Regions from separate parts of the Mus musculus genome. Here region 1 is linked to region 2. Evidence: chromatin contacts called from public promoter capture Hi-C data. All regions are on one chromosome and are shown on one strand. The core of a region is the stretch at or near the end of the contact, and the rest is flanking DNA. Distances in the headings are between cores, read along the strand shown. Region 1 has its middle 22 kb from the start of Spred2. Region 2 holds the start of Wdr92 (WD repeat domain 92).

Region 1 (6,574 bases), core at 515-3,014, 2.7 Mb after region 2:
AGGTAGAGACACAGAGAGATCCTCGGGGCTGTGTCTAAATACCAGGAACTTACATGTTGTGAGTCTCGTTCTGAGCCTCAGAGCAAGGGTGCCTGAGTTCAGACCCTGCTTTCACCCCTACTTAACACAGAGAGAAAGTAATTTAACCTCTTTGTTTGTTTCCTTTGGTTTGATGTTCTGAAGCAGGGTCTTACTATGTAGTACTGGCTGCTTGAGACTATGTAGACCAGGATGGCTCTGAAATACCAGCAGTCATCCTGCCTCTGCTTAAACTCAACAAAGCAATCATGCAATCATTCAGGTTCTCTCTCTCTCTCTCTCTCTCTCTCTCTCTCTCTCGTGTGTTTCTCTCTGTTTCTGTTTCTGTCTGTGCATGTCTCTCTCCTTGTGCTATGACTTGAACTCAAAGTCTCCTGTGAGATAGGCACATGCTCTACCACTGAACTATATCCTAAGCCAGTAATTAACCTTTCAGTGCCTAGTTTCTCCCGTCCCTAACGGTTTTGCTATTAATAGTCTTATGTCTCATGGTGAGTGAATTACTGTGATACATGTGATGCACTTAGAACAGGGCCTGGCACATAGTAAGTGCTCAATAAACATTAGTTATGATCACGGATGATGGCATTTTGAGCATAAGGTAGAATTCTTGGGTGGCTTGCTTCCTTCCCCAAGCCTGAGCCAAATGCCCCCTCACCAGATGGCTGCCTGCTTATGGGGAGGGAAAACCATCTGCTTTGCTTCGAGTGTCAGGAGCACAACTCTACACTGAATGAGAAGACTTCAGTGTAGAGAAACTCAGGGAAAGTAGATGTGAGAAGTGCATTTTCACGAGCAGTGTTGCACCAGAGGAAAAGGAAGGGGAGTCTAGGACCTTCTTAAGCCGAGAGTCCTCAAGACTGGCAGCAAGCCATGCTCCAAAGCTCTCCCATCCCCGGGCCCACCCTGTATAGAGGGATATTCCAGGCAGCTTTACCTGTGTGTGTGTGTGTGTGTGTGTGTGTGTGTGTGTGTGTGTGTGTGTGTCTGTCTGTCTGTCTGTCTGTCTTAATCTGCCATCAACTCTCATCACCAATCCATAGACAATCTGCCCAGTGGCTGAGGAGGACCAAGTGGGGTGACAAGGGGGTAAAGGGAAACTTGTTCTGAGGTTTGTGGAGTTTGTTTGTTTGCTTTGTTTGAGATGTGGTTTCACTCAACAGCCCAGGCTGGTCTAGAACTGCTCCCAACCAAACCTAACCTCTCTTGTGTTTTTAACTGCAGTTTATGTCGTTACTCAATAACATGGGCAGCCGCTATTCATTTTATTCACTTTATACATGGACCAATAAACGTCCTCAACTCACTTACTAAATCTCCTTTCTTCATTCATTATTCCATCCTCGCCTACGTGTTTACCTGATTCACGTCACATTGCTATCTGATATCCTTCAGTGTGTGTGTGTGTGTGTGTGTGTGTGTGTGTGTGTGTGTAGCTATGTGGGGAGAGAAAAATAGGAAGTTTGTTGTGTGAGTCTGTGTCTTGCAGGGGGTTGGGGCAGTGGAGAAGGAGAGAAAGAGCAAATAAGGGAGGGAGGGAAGGAGAGGAGAGGTATTAGGAGCCAGAGAAGGATGGTGGGTACCCTCCCTTTCAGGCTTACCTTCTAGAGACAAGTTTGTCACTGAACCTGGATAGGTTGCTGGCCTGCCGCAATGCTCCTCCTGTCTCTCTCCCCCATGGAACTGGATGACAGTCACTTATAGCCATGCCCTGCTTTTCCCACGGGTGTTAGGATCCAAACTCTGCACAGCAGGCGCTCTTTCCCACTGAGCTCTCTCTCCAGCCCATCTGCCTTAGTTTTTGAGGCAGAGTCTCTTGCTGAATCTGGGGCTCACTGATTTGGGTGGGCTGGCTGGCCAGTAAGCGTCAGGGATCTGCCTGCCTCTGATCCAATAGTGCTAGGATGGCAACACATGCTGCCTGGCCCAGCTTTTATTGTGGGCATTAGAGATTTGAACTCAGGTCTTCATGCGTGCAGAGCAAGCTCTTTACCCAGAGTCATTGCCAAAACCTCCACATCCCCTTTCTCAGTTAGCTTTATTGCTCAGAAACCACTATTCTATAGGAGTCCTTTCTCCTCTTTTAGTTTCCCACGGACAGCCCCGTATGCGGAATTTAGAGGGAAATACATAGGCAAGTACGGAATTGCTTTTTAGGATGAAACAAATTTGATGGCCAGCAGTGAACGGTGTGTGATAAAGGAAAAAGTTGAAGATAGAAAAAAGAAATGAAGTGGGGTGGGGGTGGGAAAGTGGCACATGCCACTTGAGAAAGCAAGACAGGAGGACTGTGTTCAAGGCCAGTCTGGGGCTACATAGTGAGTTTGAGGACAGCCTTAAATACAAGAGGAGAGAGGAGACCCTGACACAGAGGGAGTGGTTAGAGGGGGATGGCTTGAAACATTGAAAACCTGGAATGGGATTTTCCTGGCGATAGCAGGATTAGCGTTAAGCAGGAAATGAAGGAACATGAAGCTGATGGAGTGTGGACTAGAGAGTAAGTACGGATGCAAAGGCGGCTGCAGGATCTCCTGTGAGATGGCTGCACTGCAGACATTGGTGCCACAACGTAGGTGCTTGCGCTGGAATGCCTAGAGAACACAAGAACCATAGGGGTTGTTGCAGTCTCAGGTGTTCCTCTCTTACTCTGATTTGTTATGTTTAACTTAAGGAACAACACACCACTTCCTGCTCCCACTATGGTAGAAACTAACAGAAGCTTTTGCCCAAGAAGTCAGTCAAGTCCCTTCCAGAAACATTAGGAGGCAAGAAGCAACCATTAAGAACATAAGGAAAGACCTAGGGATTAGCTAGGTCAGCAGTGTGCTTTCCTAACATGATAGAGAGCTGTGCATTCAAGCATCCGTATCCTGTAAGACTGAGCTGGTGGTACAGACTATAATCCCAGCCTCCTCCCCCAGAATGGGGGGAGGGAAGGCAGTCGAAACCGAAGGCTGAGGGCACTCTCAGCCACATAGCCAGTTTGAGTCAAGGGGCTGGAGAGATGGCTCAGAGGTTAAGAGCACTGACTGCTCTTCGAGAGGTCCTGAGTTCAATCCCCAGCAACCATCAGTAACAAGATCTGACTCCCTCTTCTGGAGTGTCTGAAGACAGCTACAGTGTACTTACATATAATAAATAAATAATTCTTAAAAAAAGAAAGAAAGAAAGAAAAGACCATGAAGAGCTATATCTTGGGGTTGGAGAGATGGCTTAGCAGTTAAGAGCATTTGTTGCTCTTGCAGAGGCCCCAGGGTTGATTCTCAGCACCTCTTTAACTCCAGTCCTAGGGGTTCCAGTGCCTTCTTCTGGACTCCTCTGGCTCTGCACACACATAGTATGCAGACATACAGGCAAGTAGAAGATAAAATTAAAATAAAGGTTAAAACTATTTGGAAAGAAATATGTCACCTCTTTCCTTTTTTTGTTTCTTTATTTTAAATATTTATTTAAAATTTGGAGACAAAAAAAAAAAGAAAAAAAAAAAAAGATAGGGTCTTCCTATGTAGCCCTGGCTTGCCTGGAATTTGTTATGTTAACCAAGCTGACCTCAAACTTGCAACAATCTTCCTAACTCTGCCCCCCATGTATTAGTATTCCAGCATATACCAATAACCCCAGCTAAAATGGAGCCTTACTATATAGTTCTAAGTAGCTTGGTACTTGATATATAGCCCAAGGTTGTCTCAAACTTGTGTAATCCTCCTGTCTCAGCCTCCAGAGTGCTTTGATTACAAGTATAGGCTACCATATGGAGCTTCCTTCTTATTCCTGGTAACTTGTGTTGCTTATAAGAAATCATGCTTATCTTTGGAATAGAGTATGAAGTGTATGTAAGTCTGCATGTTCCAAAATTCCTGGATGGATGCTGTTGGGAAGTTGGTTACCCATGATCTAACTGTTGGGAAAAGTCAGCTCAGCTTAGAAAGGCCATAATTCCTACAATCCCATCTCTTCATCTTGAGTTCAAAAATAAGCTACAAAGAATGGAACATATGCCCTGTGGAATATGCCTCTGAGCATGTCTGTTAGGGATTATCTTGATTACAGTAACTGTGGTGAGAAAATTGCCCACTGTGGGTGGCACCATTCTTTAGGAAGTAGATCCTGAATTACATAAGGGTGAAGAAAGCAAGCTGAGCATTAGCATGCATACATTCATTGTTTCCTTCCTCTGATTGCAGACCTAGTGTGACCAGTTGCTTCAGGACCCTATGCTGTGATGCCCTGATAATGACAGACTGTAATTTGGAACTGCGAGCTAAATAAATGCTTTCTCCTGTAAGCTGATTGATGACCTTCAATTTCTGATCCTCCTGCCTCAATCTCCCAAATGTTGGGATTCTAGGCTTGTGCTGTAACACTTGGCAAAGTTTACCTTTCTAACTGAAAACAGCAAGTGTTCCAAGGGCAGGGGGATGATGATTGAAAGCCAACAGGAGGGCCAGGCAGAGTGGTGCACACCTTTAATGCCAGCAGTCAGGAAGCAGAGGCAGGGGGATCTCTGTGAGTTTGAGGCCCTCCTGGTCTACAGAGTGAGTTCCAGGACAAGTCAGAGTTACATAGTGAGACTTTGTCTCAAACAAAATTTTAAAAAATAAAAAATAAAAAGCTGGCAGGAGGGGGATCTTTCAGTTTTCAACGATTGTACAATGTGCATGGAACATCTCGTTTTAAAATAAAATATAATTTAAAAAATTGACCTAAAATGCAAATGTGGTCATTCTCTCTCATGCTCAAAAACACTTCAGTGGTCCATCTGCCACCAAGTTAAACTCCAAACGAGTGCATGTAATGAAAGGCTCCACACATCTTCAGCCTCGCGGACTGATGCTATGTGCAGGCCAGAGGAGATACTGGAGAGTGAGTGCATTCTCTAGGGAAGCTGCTTCCTCAACCACGTGGGCTCATGATGCCGTGCTGTAGCATCTGTTTCTCATGCCTAGTACCCATGGCCTCGAGTGCCAAGCTTCGCCCTTCTTATCTTCCAGTGAACTCTTCCTTTTCCAAGGTCCAGCTACAATACTCTCCCAGCTGTAGTGAGAATTTTGGCTTCTTTAAAAACCCAGATATGTTATGTGATTATGTTATTGTTTTAATCCCAGGTGTGGGATATGGGGCTCCTTCAGATTGTCTACAACTGCTAACTGTGATTGTTTTGTGCTGGGAGGGAAGGTGATTTTTGACGGTTGCAGATATTTCATTCTGGGGACTCAGGAGAGGGTATAAATGTAAGCCCCTCAGAGGGCCTGTGGCAGCGGCTGCATCCCTGCTGGGCTCCAGAGGCTGGTTCTTGCTGGCTTGCTGTTGCATTTTCTGGGTTGTTGGATATTCTGACTTGCCCTAGAAACCCAACGCTCCTAATCAGCAGGAAGTAGTCTAAGGACGTCTATACCCCCTGTTCCTTCTAACCTTCTTTCTCTCCAACCTAGTGTTAGGGGGTTGTAAGGAACTGGGGTGGAATAAGGGTTGGAAGGGTGATAGGAATAAGAACCCAATAAAATAGCCAAAAATGTACTCCTTCACCCTGCTCTCCTGAGACCAGCTGGCGCCCCTGTGTCAGGCCTGCATTACAGTGATTCAGAGTCCAGAGCTCTCATGCCAGACCATGTGGGCTTAGGTCTTGGATAGATCCATTACCGATGGTACTGTCTGCTCCTCAACATCTGAGCTTCAGCTTCCTTCTTGTAAAACTGAAATTCTAGTAGTTCCTTTTTTGAGTATTTTTATTATGAAAACAGACAAGTCTGGCTTGGTGGCTCATAGCTATAGTCTCAGCAGTCAGGAGTTATAGGTAGGAGGGCCAGGAGTTCAAGGTCTTTCTTGGTACATAGTGAGTTTGAGGCCAGCATGGAGTTCATGTGTCCTTATTTCAAAAGAACAAAAACTCAAATCATTGTGGTTCACAACTTGAGAGGCTGAGGCAGGAAGATCCCTAGAAGTTCAAGGCTACATTTTCCTTTTGTGTTTCTTTTTCTGTTTTAAGTGTCTTTCTGTTGCAGGACAACAGAGTGAGTTCCAGGTCAGCCTGGGCCAGAGTAAGACCATGCCTAACAAAAACAAAAACAAAAACAAAAACAAAACAGACAGCCGGCCTTTAATCCCAGCACTTGGAAGGCAGAGGCAGGCGAATTTCTGAGTTCGAGACCAGCCTGGTCTACAAAGTGAGTTCCAAGACAGACGGGGCTATACAGAGAAACCCTGTCTCGAAAAACAACAACAACAACAAAACAACAACAAAATCAGACTATAGCTCCTAGGCCAATTTAGCCACATAATTTATAAATAAAGTTTTATGGAAATACAGCCACAAATGTATTTAAATATTTCCTGTAGTCATTTTGGTTAAGCAGTTGAGACACAGACCATATGGCATGCAGGATGGAAAGTGTTGCCATCTTCTTCTTTAAGAAAGAGTTTGTTATTCAAGAGTGGCAGTGTTCACTTGTAATCCCAACACTCAGAAGACAAAGCAGGAGAGTCACAAGTTCAAGGCCAGCTTACCCTTACATTAATACCCTTTCTTAAGAAGGTA
Region 2 (6,188 bases), core at 2,690-5,189:
AGGTTACCACCTATCTGACACCAACCTCCGAACAACTCAACCTCAGAGAGGTCCTCCCGGCTCTGCATCCTCATCTGAGCCTGCACCATCTTATTTATAGTCACATGCAACTGAAGGTTGTTCTTACCCAGCACGCAACACCTCCCCTTCCTATAAGGGTGTAGGTGTCCCCTACCTGAAATACAGATATGTATTCAAAAGGAGAGCTTCATGATGGCATCTCAAACACCCACGTCTTGTATTTCCCAAAATGACTTATCAGATTTGTCTAAAAGTAAAATCTCCCCTTGTAATAAATTATTTTAACAGTGATTCTAAATATTTCTTTTATTGCTGAGGAAAAACTGACTACTGACAAAGTCATCAGTCTTTCAAGGCTGGCGAGTATTCACCTAGAACCACATGCCCACAGAGCGCGAGTATTCACCTAGAACCAGAGCTCCAACAACAGGAGCACGGGCCGCACGCAGCATCATACAGCAGGGCCGCACGCAGTATCCCACAGCAGGGCCGCACGCAGCATCATACAGCAGGGCCGCACGCAGCATCATACAGCAGGGCCGCACGCAGCATCCCACAGTAGGGCCGCACGCAGCATCATACAGCAGGGCCGCACGCAGCATCATACAGCAGGGCCGCACGCAGCATCCCACAGTAGGGCCGCACGCAGCATCATACAGCAGGGGTGCTTCTTGACCAGACCGCACAAGGCTCCACATTCAATCCCAACAGAGGGAAGGAACGATAGAATACAGCAAATACAACAGCTATGACCTTTCTGAAACTAATAAGATCAAATATAAATTATGTCATTTCCCTAAGAACAGATACTTACACATCTGCCAGGACAATCCGTGTCCGTGTTACGTTCTCTATGGTAAATTTGGTTTTTCCTCCTTTGCCAGCAATTCTTCCTATTGCCCTTGACAGGTGGTCTCCTTTTAGGGGCTTAACTAAAGAAGAAAGACACGCCATCAGGTGGCTACTAACTTTTCCTACTAAGCCACACTAAATATACATTTTCTGAAGTATTAGTAATACAGCTCAATTGAAGCTGTCAGACAACAATCACAACACAATGCAATGAGAAACACAAAGGCTGACTGTTCACACATGTTCTCACCATCAGTTATTTCAAAAGACTCTAGGAAGAGGTCATCTAGTCGGATAAGGGCAAGTGCATCCTACAAGACAAAAGGAATGAAGGCCTTTTCAGGTCCACACCCGGCAGAAACAAGGATAGCATTTCAAAACTGAACTTCTCAGATGCTACAAAGAAAAGACGAAAAGTCTGGAAAATGACCCAACCATTGAAATGTCCACACTGAGTATCTGGAAGTCTCATGAGATCACTCACCTCCACCTGAAAGCCAAGAACAAAGGCTTTCACAAAGTCGGCCGCTTTTGTCAGGGCACTGACATCCTTGGTGTCTTTACAAGTCTGGAAAAAGTGGAGATATGGAGGTGATGAAAAGGAGAGCATTCTAACAAATACTAGAAATATTATTTCTATTATAATTTCCTTTACCATCAACCAACCTCACCCAGTATTGTAAGACCCCGTTTATATGGGATAAAGCACTCTCTTTAATTTGTACCAGAGACTACTCCCACTCCAAAGCTGGGCAGTTCTATGCACACTCTCAAGGCAGCCTCTCCTCAACAGGCCGGACATGTTGTGCCATAAAGGATCATTTCGATGCTGTTGTTTCCCAAATCAACAAGTCTAGTTCGGAATACTTACATGCCTGGTACTGAGGAAATCAGAATAGTTTAAGTAGGAATCTTATCTACAAGTAATCACTTGAACTGCAGAAACTACTGTTATTCATAGAATGCCCATCACCGTAATAATAATATGCTGTACACATCTAGCTCTAAGCTTCACTCTGACAACTTGAGTATTATATAGTGTAAACAAATGAGGAAATTAAGGCACTAAAAAAAATCAAACACAAATCTAATTTCTAAAATATCCCTTTGGGTCTCCCACACAGTCCATTTGAAGAGATTACACATTTGACAAATTTAGAAGCATACAGAAGTGTGTTCAGATTTTCACACCCAAAACCAGACCCCAGCAGGGCATGGCAGCACATGCCTTTAGGTCCCATACCCTTCAGATCTCTCCAAGTTCCAGGCTAGCTAGAGCTACAGAGTGAAGCCTAGTCTCAAAGAAAAAAAAAAGAAAGGAAGAAAGAAAGAAAAAAGAAAGAAAGAAAGAAAGAAAGAAAAAGAAAGAAAGAAAACAAAAATAAAACAAGAACAAAGCCACAAAGCCCCAGACTCTGGCTCTCACCCTATGTATGACTCTCGGCAAGTCCCATGAACATCTAGGATTTAAGTTTTCTCACCCCTGCCTAATCCTCCAGCACTCTCATGTCTATGGGTGTATATCATCTATGTCATACCTTAAGGAACAAATGATGTGGTATACGTTAAGCTATCACTGTGCATCTGATATATGGTATCAGCAAATACTAAGAACACAAACCAATGACCCTGCAGTAAACAAGGCAGCTAAAGTAGAACAGAAATGTATAAACTTCTGAAGAGAGCTTGAGTTCTCTTGAAAGCTGACTGGAACTGAAGTAAGAAGACAGCAGAGAAAGTGGCCTTCTCCAGAGACCAGAGCCACCAAAGATACTGGCAGGGGAAAAAAAAACCAAAAACAAAAAAAAACAAAAAAAAGGGAAACAAACACAACTGGGTCTCCTACTTGAAAGGCAGGCTTAGTCAAGTGTCTGGCCTTTATCCCTTAGGAATGCCGAGGAGGCTAGAATACCATAATAAAAGCATTGTGATATGGGAAAATTAATTTGGCACTGACACCGAAGATCTACTGAAAAAAAAATAAAGGAATTAATTTACATTTTTTTCTAAGTGGCACACGTTTCCTCCAAAAAGAGCACTTACACTGAAGAAAGTACCTACAATTACCACTTGTTTAGGCACTACCGTGTATCATTGTCTACTTTTATTAAGGCTGAAACTACGAAATGGTAGGCTACGAAATGGCTACCCTCTTCCTTACCCTGATTTCTACATTCCTTGATTTCAGGTTAAAGCGTATCTGAAGTCCCAAATGTTCTACAATCGGAGTAAATATCTTCATCCAGTTTTCTTTCAACGGTGTGTATCTGTTACCTGGGACGGGAATTTTCCTCGTTTCTTCTTTCCCAGTCTGCAATAAAAACATACACACTCAGGAGGCGACTGAGAGATGCGGGCCTAGGCGAAAAAACAAACAAACAAACAAACCCCCCAAAACAACAAAACAAAACAAAACCGAGAACCGACCCTTTCACCTGGACGCCCGGGCCCCGCCCCGCCCCGTCCCGTCCCGTCCTGATCCCCACCAGGAGCTGATCCCCGGAGAGCGGCGGGAAGACCGGCCTCTTCGCCGGCCGCGCCTCCTCCGTGTCCATGCGTCCGGCTTCTCCATCCTGTCCCGCCGCTGACGACTGCTCAGCCTGTCGTTTCTTCGCCCGGCGGCCCCCTCTGTGCGTGACGGGAGTAAAGCCGTCCTCCGTTCCGGTGCTTTGCGTCTCCATCTCGGCCAAGATCAATCCCGGCAAGTACGACTAGAGGAACACGTGCGTGGTTGTACAGCGCATGCGCCAGCCTCCACCAATCGATTTGAAGACACCACCCCTTTTCCTAGGCGGGGTCCATGCCAGGGGCCTAAGGCTGGATTGGTCCGCGTTTCGGAATTGCTGTCCTGGGATATGCCTGTTTGCTAATGTCTCCGTGCCCTCATACGCTCGCAGCCGAAGCATTCACAGTCTTTACTGTGTCTATGTAAAGTCGTTGTGGTAACGGCAGTAAATTAGCTTGTGCCATGTGTGGAGAAGCATCTGTTGCGGTCTCAGTAGCTCACACGGCATTTTCGGAGGCATCCAAGCCCAACTTGCTAAGGCTTCCGGGTAGAATGCGGCTAGGGAGGGACAAACTGCCCCTGATCTGTTTGCAGTCTGGTTACCAAGTTAGCGTTTGGTTGCATCTACACCATGTCCACCTTCGAGAAGCCTCAGATCATTGTCCACATTCAAAAGGGCCTCAACTACACAGTGTTCGACAGCAAATGGGTGCCCTGCAGTGCCAAATTCGTGACGATGGGCAACTTTGCCCGGGGCACCGGCGTTATCCAGGTGTACGAGATCCAGCGCGGGGACCTCAAGCTGCTGCGGGAGGTGGGTGCAGGCTTGGACCGTTTGGGTTTGCGTGATCTAGGGTCTGATTCCTCAATGCTCCAGCAGAAACAGAAAGGAGGTGACAGATTGAGAAATACTTCAAACTAGGCTCTCACTGCAGCCTCTTCCTCCCACCATCCTCCGTGCAGTCCGTTGCAAGGTTTCTGGGAAGTGAAGTTAACATTTCGTGGCAACGTTCTTGGACCTTATAGGCTGTTAGCAGTTGTCGTAGTCTACTAGTAGATATATGCAATAAACCCACATTTCATACAAGCAAAACCAAAGGAGGCACCGGGATACCTACAACAAAGTTGATGACGAACTAGTAAATACCACATCCTTTCAAGAAGTGTCAGTTCAATGCCTGATAGTCCCAGGCATGGGAATTGCAATGCCAGCTATATCATGGAGTTTATTTTCTGTTGGGGGAGACAGTCCAACAGCCAGACCAAGAATGCATACATACATGTAAACTCATCAAGATGAGTTTTCTAATGTGCAGGTCTATAAAAGTAAAAACAGATGCAGGACGAGTAGAAACTAACTAAAGCAAATTTAGAGTAGAGTATGAAGTTTCTTACAAAAAACAGCATGTGAGAAAGCTCAGTGATAATGGTGGAAGGTAGTTTATTATCTTTTTAAAAAAGAAAAACACGAGCTAGAAGTGGTGTTGCACACCTTTACTCACGGCAATCAAGAGAAAACAGCAGGAGAATTTCAGTTTGAAACCCTATCTGCAACAACCACAACCCCCGTAAAATAAAATAAAATACACATTCATAAGGGATAAGTAATGACCATTGCAAGATATGTAAGACATTCCACAGATTTGTCCTTCATTTTGCTTTAAGGAAAACAGGACACCACTGAAGGACTTTTAGGCGGATAATGCAAGACTAGATTACAGGTTTCGTATCCAGCTGCCAGTGAGCCAATTACAGAATGGGGACAATAATTGACATTTTCTTTATCCCTCCTTCCCTCCCTTCCTTTCTTCCTTTTGTGTGTGTGTGTGTGTGTGTTTTCTATGTTACTCAGCTGGCCTCAAACTGATAATCCTCAAACAAGGCTCTCAATGGGCTGGGGTTCAGGTCTCCTGCCACAGTGCTGAGTTGTGGCAAAGTAACAGTTTTATAGTTCGTTACAGTATTTAAAATGTTTCTATTTGAGTTGAATGGAACAAATTGCAGCCACACGGAGGTGTTGAGAGCTGATAAGAGGTTAGGGAAGGTAGAGGATAGATAAGCTTGCAGGGCAAGGTATGTGGAGCACAGTCCTTCCCTGAACTTTGCTGAGAGCCTGTTTTCCGGTTTAGTTCCTACTCTATAGCCAGGTATTGGACTTGGAGATTCTAAACATAGATTGATCCTTCCTGCCTTGCCTTATGTCCTTCATCTGTTGCTGGTCCAGTGGCCAGTTCAGATTATCTGATTTAGGAAGCCCCTTCTGATCTCTGCTCAAGGAACCTTTCAGTACATTCCACTCCTATAATACTGACCATCTGTGCCAGAAGTAAACAGTCTGTCTCATTTCTAGATAGTAAGCTGGAGAGCAAGGGCAGGGTCTTCTCCTGTTCTTTGTAAGGACCAGCCACTCAGTACACATTTATTAAAAGAATGGAGTCTGAATGAACTTGGAACTCAGTTTTAAATACTGGTGGAGGGATTGCCAGTCAGTGTGTGGGGTAAGGACTCTGAACACGGGAGACATTGGCCTAACAGAAACTTTAAAGTGAAACGTGAGGAGCAAATGCCAGTCAGCCCTCAGCCAGAAAGCTTGAATAGGCTTGTGGTCTTTTGCTTTCCCAAGAATTACAATTTTTTAATTCTGTTTAGTAATAGTTATTTGAAGTGAAATGGTTTTCATCTCTTCTAATTTCTGAAGAATCCTAGCAAAGTTTTATTTATTCATTTATTTATTCTTAGTGAAAGTAATATGTGTTTCTAAAAGAGCATGTAGGAAATGTAACTAGGGCTACAAAAGAAATTGTAATAC

Evidence for each region. Promoter capture Hi-C pulls out the DNA fragments that hold promoters and counts their contacts.
Region 1: a promoter capture Hi-C map of hippocampal neurons shows a contact between it and region 2, with 10 times the contacts expected there. The contact joins the enhancer-like site here to the promoter of Wdr92 in region 2. A contact is called at or near these places in 4 of 39 promoter capture datasets (cranial neural crest, embryonic stem cells, hippocampal neurons and 1 more) and 6 of 115 datasets of contacts at active chromatin or transcription factors (the NIH/3T3 cell line, acute myeloid leukemia, embryonic stem cells and 2 more).

The regions. Positions count from the first base shown.
Region 1 is chr11:19,899,142-19,905,715 of GRCm38.p6, forward strand. No RefSeq gene overlaps it. Among named protein-coding and RNA genes, the nearest start is that of Spred2, 22 kb to the right of the region's middle. Within about 2 kb of position 1,765, at least 8 of the 459 cell types and tissues checked have an H3K27ac peak or open chromatin away from gene starts, as enhancers often do. A contact at or near this core is called in hippocampal neurons, where this site is marked.
Region 2 is chr11:17,207,954-17,214,141 of GRCm38.p6, forward strand. It overlaps Wdr92 (WD repeat domain 92), which reads left to right and starts at 3,940. Exons shown (of 8, transcript NM_178909.4): 1 at 3,940-4,193. The coding sequence starts at 4,011. Pno1 (partner of NOB1 homolog) reads right to left here and starts at 3,636. Exons shown (of 7, transcript NM_025443.2): 1 at 3,360-3,636; 2 at 3,035-3,184; 3 at 1,358-1,441; 4 at 1,124-1,184; 5 at 836-953. The coding sequence starts at 3,554.